2 separate regions of the Zea mays genome follow, and region 1 is linked to region 2. The links are chromatin contacts, called in public Hi-C maps. All regions are on one chromosome and are shown on one strand. The core of a region is the stretch at or near the end of the contact, and the rest is flanking DNA. Distances in the headings are between cores, read along the strand shown.

Evidence for each region. Hi-C and Micro-C count contacts between places; a contact is called where the count stands out from the background.
Region 1: a contact with region 2 is called in a Hi-C map of ear, with 2.3 times the contacts expected there. The contact joins the promoter of LOC103651641 here to the enhancer-like site in region 2. A contact is called at or near these places in 4 of 25 Hi-C or Micro-C datasets (ear, leaf, tassel and 1 more).

The regions. Positions count from the first base shown.
Region 1 is chr3:233,847,899-233,850,639 of Zm-B73-REFERENCE-NAM-5.0, reverse strand. It overlaps LOC103651641 (pre-mRNA-processing protein 40A), which reads right to left and starts at 1,252. Exons shown (of 31, transcript XM_035966528.1): 1 at 1,079-1,252; 2 at 768-990; 3 at 564-655; 4 at 407-475; 5 at 2-310. The coding sequence starts at 599.
Region 2 is chr3:233,745,303-233,748,002 of Zm-B73-REFERENCE-NAM-5.0, reverse strand. LOC103651639 (callose synthase 7) reads right to left here. Exons shown (of 42, transcript XM_020550613.3): 39 at 1,971-2,700; 40 at 1,839-1,889; 41 at 1,574-1,759; 42 at 820-1,422. The coding sequence ends at 1,069. Among protein-coding and RNA genes, the nearest start is that of LOC103651639, 58 kb to the right of the region's middle. Within about 2 kb of position 1,267, at least 3 of the 20 cell types and tissues checked have an H3K27ac peak or open chromatin away from gene starts, as enhancers often do.

The DNA of each region.
Region 1 (2,741 bases), core at 3-2,502, 100 kb before region 2:
CTGTATAGGTCAGGGGTTGCATAGGAGCACCCATGGTGAGCAAATGGCCCCCAGCATACGCAGCTTGTTGCTGTGGTTGCATAGGTGCTGATGACATTGGTCTAGCTGGCTGATATACCATGGGAACCCCTTGTGATACAGGTGGAACTTGATTTGAGTGAGGCATGTGCTGCCCAGGTTGTGGAAAATGTGGCATTTGCCCTGGCATGCCAACGTTAGCCCCCGGCATAGGCTCACCAACAGAACGGAACTGTTGTGCTGCTGGTGGCACGAACTGAGGAGGAGGCTGCGAAGGAATCACTGGCCTAAACTGAAAGGGCAGCATGAGGAGCAACATTAGAAACGTAGCCTAGAATTCTGGAAGCAACAAATGTGTAAAGAAACAAAAATCTGGAATTCAGTTTACCTGCATAGGCATTGGTGGTCCAAGATTTTGTGGCTGAGCGCTAGAACCCATCATGGGAGGTCTGGGAGGCTGCTTATAAGATAATAAAGATGATGAGCACTATGTACACTACAGGTGACATGACAAAATGATATTGACAGCATGTGACAGCAGTTGCCTGAGGCAGCCCAGAAGCCTGCATATTACTGGCCATCAAGCCACCATCAAAATACCAGCAAAGAGTAGGAAGAGCACCTCCAGAGATCACAGCTGTAAACAATCCAGTGTAAACCATCCAAAGTATGGACAAAAAAAGATTGACTGCTGAGAAAAGCCACTTATCAAAAGAAGCTGAAAAAAAGCCATTTGAGGTGTTTGGTACCTGCAGCTTTTCACTACCTCGCTCGCTTGTTGTTGATCTTGTTGCCGGAAGCAAACCGGATGGAGCAGTAGGACCCAACGCCGGGGCTACAGGGGGTGCACGCGGCGACAACTACACGAGGTGCGTGCGGTGGAGAGAGACCGCGAGTTTCACTGGTGGGGGAGGGGCGACGCCGGCAACAGGGGAGGCACGGCTTGGTCGGCGGGGGAGAAGCGATCCCAGTCTTAAACAGATAGGGCAAGAAACCCTAGCAGGCAGTTAGGGTTTGAATGCTCAGTTTCACAGCAGCAGGGAGAAAGGGGTGGGCATACCTGCTGGGTGATGCTTGTGCCCGGTGAACGATCCGATGAAGACCTAGGCACCAAGCGTAGGGCGGCGGCAGGGGTGAAGCAGTTGTCCCCGAGAGAGAGAGGCGCAAGCGATGTGACGAACCCTGTTTGTTTCCTCGTATTTTTTTAATCACCTAGCCACCAAAAACTGCTGCCAACGCCTCAGCTTTTCAACCCGCTTGTTGCACCGGGTGACACTTGTGCTGTTGTGCACACATCTCTACAACTATTAAGATCCAAGTGTAGACTGCCCCCGCCTACGATCCTACCCGCCTGCGATCCCCTCGCCGCGAAACCAGCCAGCATCCCCGCGCCTCCCTCGCCGCGAAAGCCCCCGCCTGCGATCCCCTCGCCGCGAAACCGGCCCGCGCCTCCCTCGCTGCGAAACCAGCCCCCCGCGGATGACGCGCCCGGCCGCCCACCCCCACCCCGCCGTGATTCCCCTCCGCGCGCGGATCACGCGCACGCCGCGCCCGCCCCCCGCGCCGCCCCGCACAGCCCACCGCGAATCGCGCCTGCCTCCGCCCGTCCCCGTGAATGCTGCCCCTGCACCCGCCCCGCGATGCAATCCCCACCCCGGCGCCCGCCCATCGCACACGCCTGCTACGTAGCCATGAGGAGAGTGAGGGAGCAGGGAGCCGTGGCAGCGTGAGAGATCGACGGGCCACGACGGCGAGGCGGGGACCAACATCGTCTTCATGCTCCCGCTCGCCTTCCTCCTACTCCTCTCCAGTGACGGCCACCACCTCACCACCATTGCCGTTGTAGGAAGCGAAGGTGGATCTGGTGCCGTTTGCCCCTGCCCCCGTGATGCAAATCTCCCCCGCCATCGTCCCCATCTTCGCTGCATTTCCGTAATGGCGTCGGGCTCCTCTCGCTCCCAAATCGACCAGGTAAAACCCTAACCCTAGCACCAGGCTGCATTTCCCTCCCTACATTCGAGCCCTAACTCCTCCCTGCGGTCTTCCCCTCCGCAATTCTTCCTGGACAAGAAGCGGTGGCCCTTATCGTGCAAGACGACCCGCTGTGACTTGGGTCGCATACTCACATCATAGCCCCGACGGCGCCGAGGGGTCCATTGACGGGCACCTTGTCCGGTCTCCTTCTACATGTGCCATGGTGGCGGCCACGATGTCTCCAACAGCCTCGCTAAGAGGTGAGGATGCAGGCACCAGGCGGAGTGTGTCAGCCACAATGGGCGTTGATGCTGCTGCCTCTGCTCGGCTGCTGCCGGCGATGGGGGTGACATGGCGGTTTGGACCACAGGCGATTCACGAAGGACTTCATGTCCCATTATTGCAGGTGAACCATTGTGTGTGAAACGGGGAGTGGGAATCTTGTGCAGGTAAGAGAAGATGGCGAGCCCGCGGCTGGTGCAGGTGAGACGGACCTCTCCCCGCGCCCCTCGAGCTGCAGTGGTCGGAGTCGGAGAACGAGCGACAGTGTTTGTCCGTGTTGGTGCGAGCGTGCTGCTGGGGCGCGGCCGACGCCGACGAGTTCGAGCGCACGGTGGAGATCATCATGTATGTTCAACGTCGTGTCATTTGTTTGCTTGCCTCCACCTCCGTCGCGGCCTTTGCGGAGTAAGATGACCCTCCACTCTACCTCCCCAGCAGATTTTTTCCTGGTAACGAAGAAATCTTGC
Region 2 (2,700 bases), core at 18-2,517:
GATATAAATAAAGCATTTAATGAGAGAAACACAACATGTGGGAGAACTAATTGGCGAGTCAAAGATGATCAAACCAAAATGATAGTCTATCATATCATTGTGAAAATACGTCATGTCCCAATTGCATAAGGGAGAAAGAATGATTCAAATAACATTAGCCATTGGATTTGAGTAGAGAGAAGAGAATTATCCAGCGATCTGAGCCGTTGGTTTTGAGGATGTGTTATGTTTGAGTGCATTTCATTTCATGGATTTAGGAGAGGTTATGGATGTGCGGGTGATTTAATTGAAAGAGTTTTAAAAAGTTAAAACTAGTGGGTTATTTCGAAGAAATGCAAAGAGTTTTTTTAGAAGTGATGATGCAGGACGACGGTCAAAACTAGTGCTTCATAGAAGTACTAATATCATCATGTTTGTGTGTTACAACGACACACAATTATATTTGATAACTATAAAAAGTAAATTTAATATTAAAATGAACATATGGTTCACATATCATATATTAAACTATATATATAAACTGATAAAAACAAATATTATACTTTTAGCCAAAATGTTGAGAAAGTCATGAGTTGAACATAAGTCTAGCCTCTATTTTTATAGCTCACTCAATCGCTTGTTCTCGTTCAACTAGCGATTTAATACTATGTGAAAGCGCTACACTGGATATGGCTTCCTCCTGTCGTGTTAAGTTTGAGTGGTCTCTCATAACCTATTTCTATTTGTGGTAGACGAGAAGCGAGAAAGAAACGAATCCACATGCTTCGTACGCAAAGCATGACATATAAAATTGGTGCTTTAAAGGAGTAGAGAAAGTTCTAGCTAAAAACAAACACTTACTTTTAACACCGAAAATCAGACAGATTCCAACGTATACGTGCAAATCAAATGGAAACAACCAATGAATATGAACTGAATTAAGAGGTTAAAATCCGACATACACACTCAAACTGCGCGACACTTTTTCAAACGATGAACATACTTGATTCTACACATAACGGTAGCGGACAATAGCAACGAGATACCACATGGCACAACGGAATGGATAACTCCGTTAATGTCAAAGCATCAGTCGCTCTTTGTGCCGCTACCATTCTGCCCCGCGAGGATCCTAGAGATCTGCAGCCCCCTGCTGAAGGCCTGGTTGAAGAGCAGCCGTGTCTGGAATTCAGAGACGAAGGGGAACCACGATAGCACGGCAATGGGCAGGAAAATGAGGAGCCCCATGGTGTATTCGTACATCCTCGCCATCTCCTGGATGGAGTCCCATGGTCCCATCTTCCGAAGCGCAGCACCGGTCCTCTGTCTGAACCTGGCACAGCAGGGACCTCTGCATGCACCACCGGTACCATATGGGCAACACAGCAAGTGAAGTGGCTCTATGATCAACCTCCGAAACAGCGGTCCACATAATTGCGCAACCTAAAGCAACAGAAGGTGCCACAAACATGAATCAGAAAAACAAGCCAATACATCTAAAATCTAAACAAAGATTAACAGGAGCAATAAGTACACTGACAAACAGCAAGTAGCTAAAAAGAAAGACGTGTGGAAGAACCCAAGAATGGCTCACCAGAAGAATAAACCAGCCAGTGGGAATGAATGCCAAGATACTGGCGCCAACATCCGAGACAGCAAGGTCAAAACCAACAAATAAAAGGACAAGCAAACCAATGAGCACAAGGAACACAATGCCCTTGAGGATGCGGAACACTAGTTGAATCCTTGTAACAAACTTCTCTCTCCCCATTGAAACAACCTGGAACAAGGGAGCACACCCCAGCTGTAAATGCAGTATCAGACAAAATAAGATGCGCTACAACACGGAAGACTGTTACCTTTAGTGACACAAGAGCAACTGCTATAACCAGCCATGACAGTGCATATACCTGTTGGAGAAAGCAAGCATTAAGTTAACTGAGTTCAGTAATGAAGATTAAAACAAGGGACATTCTAAGTAGGTAGAATACCAAGAAGCTTTTGTTGCCATGCACTATGTGCAAGTGGTAAACAATACCATACTGATAGATCAAGAACCGCAGGGAAAGGATGAACTCCAAGAGCAAGCTTCGAATTGTTGCATTCCTCAGGTGGTCATGTTCACTCACCCACCAAGCCTCCCAACTTTGTTCAGGCGCTAATCCAATACCACCTCTATTGCCCATCCACTTCCACCAGTCATTCCAGTCATCAACAGTCTTGTGCCACTCAAAGCAGGATGGGTTGAAGACAAAAGGTGCAAACAGCCAACAGAAAACAAGGAACCATATCGAAACTGTGACATACAAATACAAACTTGAGCTTCTGTATGAACTCCCATAAGCTAGGTAGACAACCAAAAGAATAAGCAGCTCCAGTGCTTTGACAAAGTGACTCCGGGAGTACATCCGATAATTCTCAGCGAACTTTGCATGACGCACAACAAACCCTCTCCCAGTAGCTCTATACTTTGCTCCACCATGAAGTATCGTCCTGCCATAGTAGTGAGTCTTTGTTCCAAGATGAAAAGTGAAGAATACAGAAGCTAACTGAAGTTGCATGATTACAAACTCTGCCAATGCTCTGCCAAATCCTTTCTCAAGGCCAATCTCCATCATCATTGGGAGAACGAGCAACATCCCAAGTTGGAATACAGATTGAGTGGCAAGTGCATTTTCAAATGGTTTTATGTTTTGGATATTTGGATCTTGCAGTATTGAC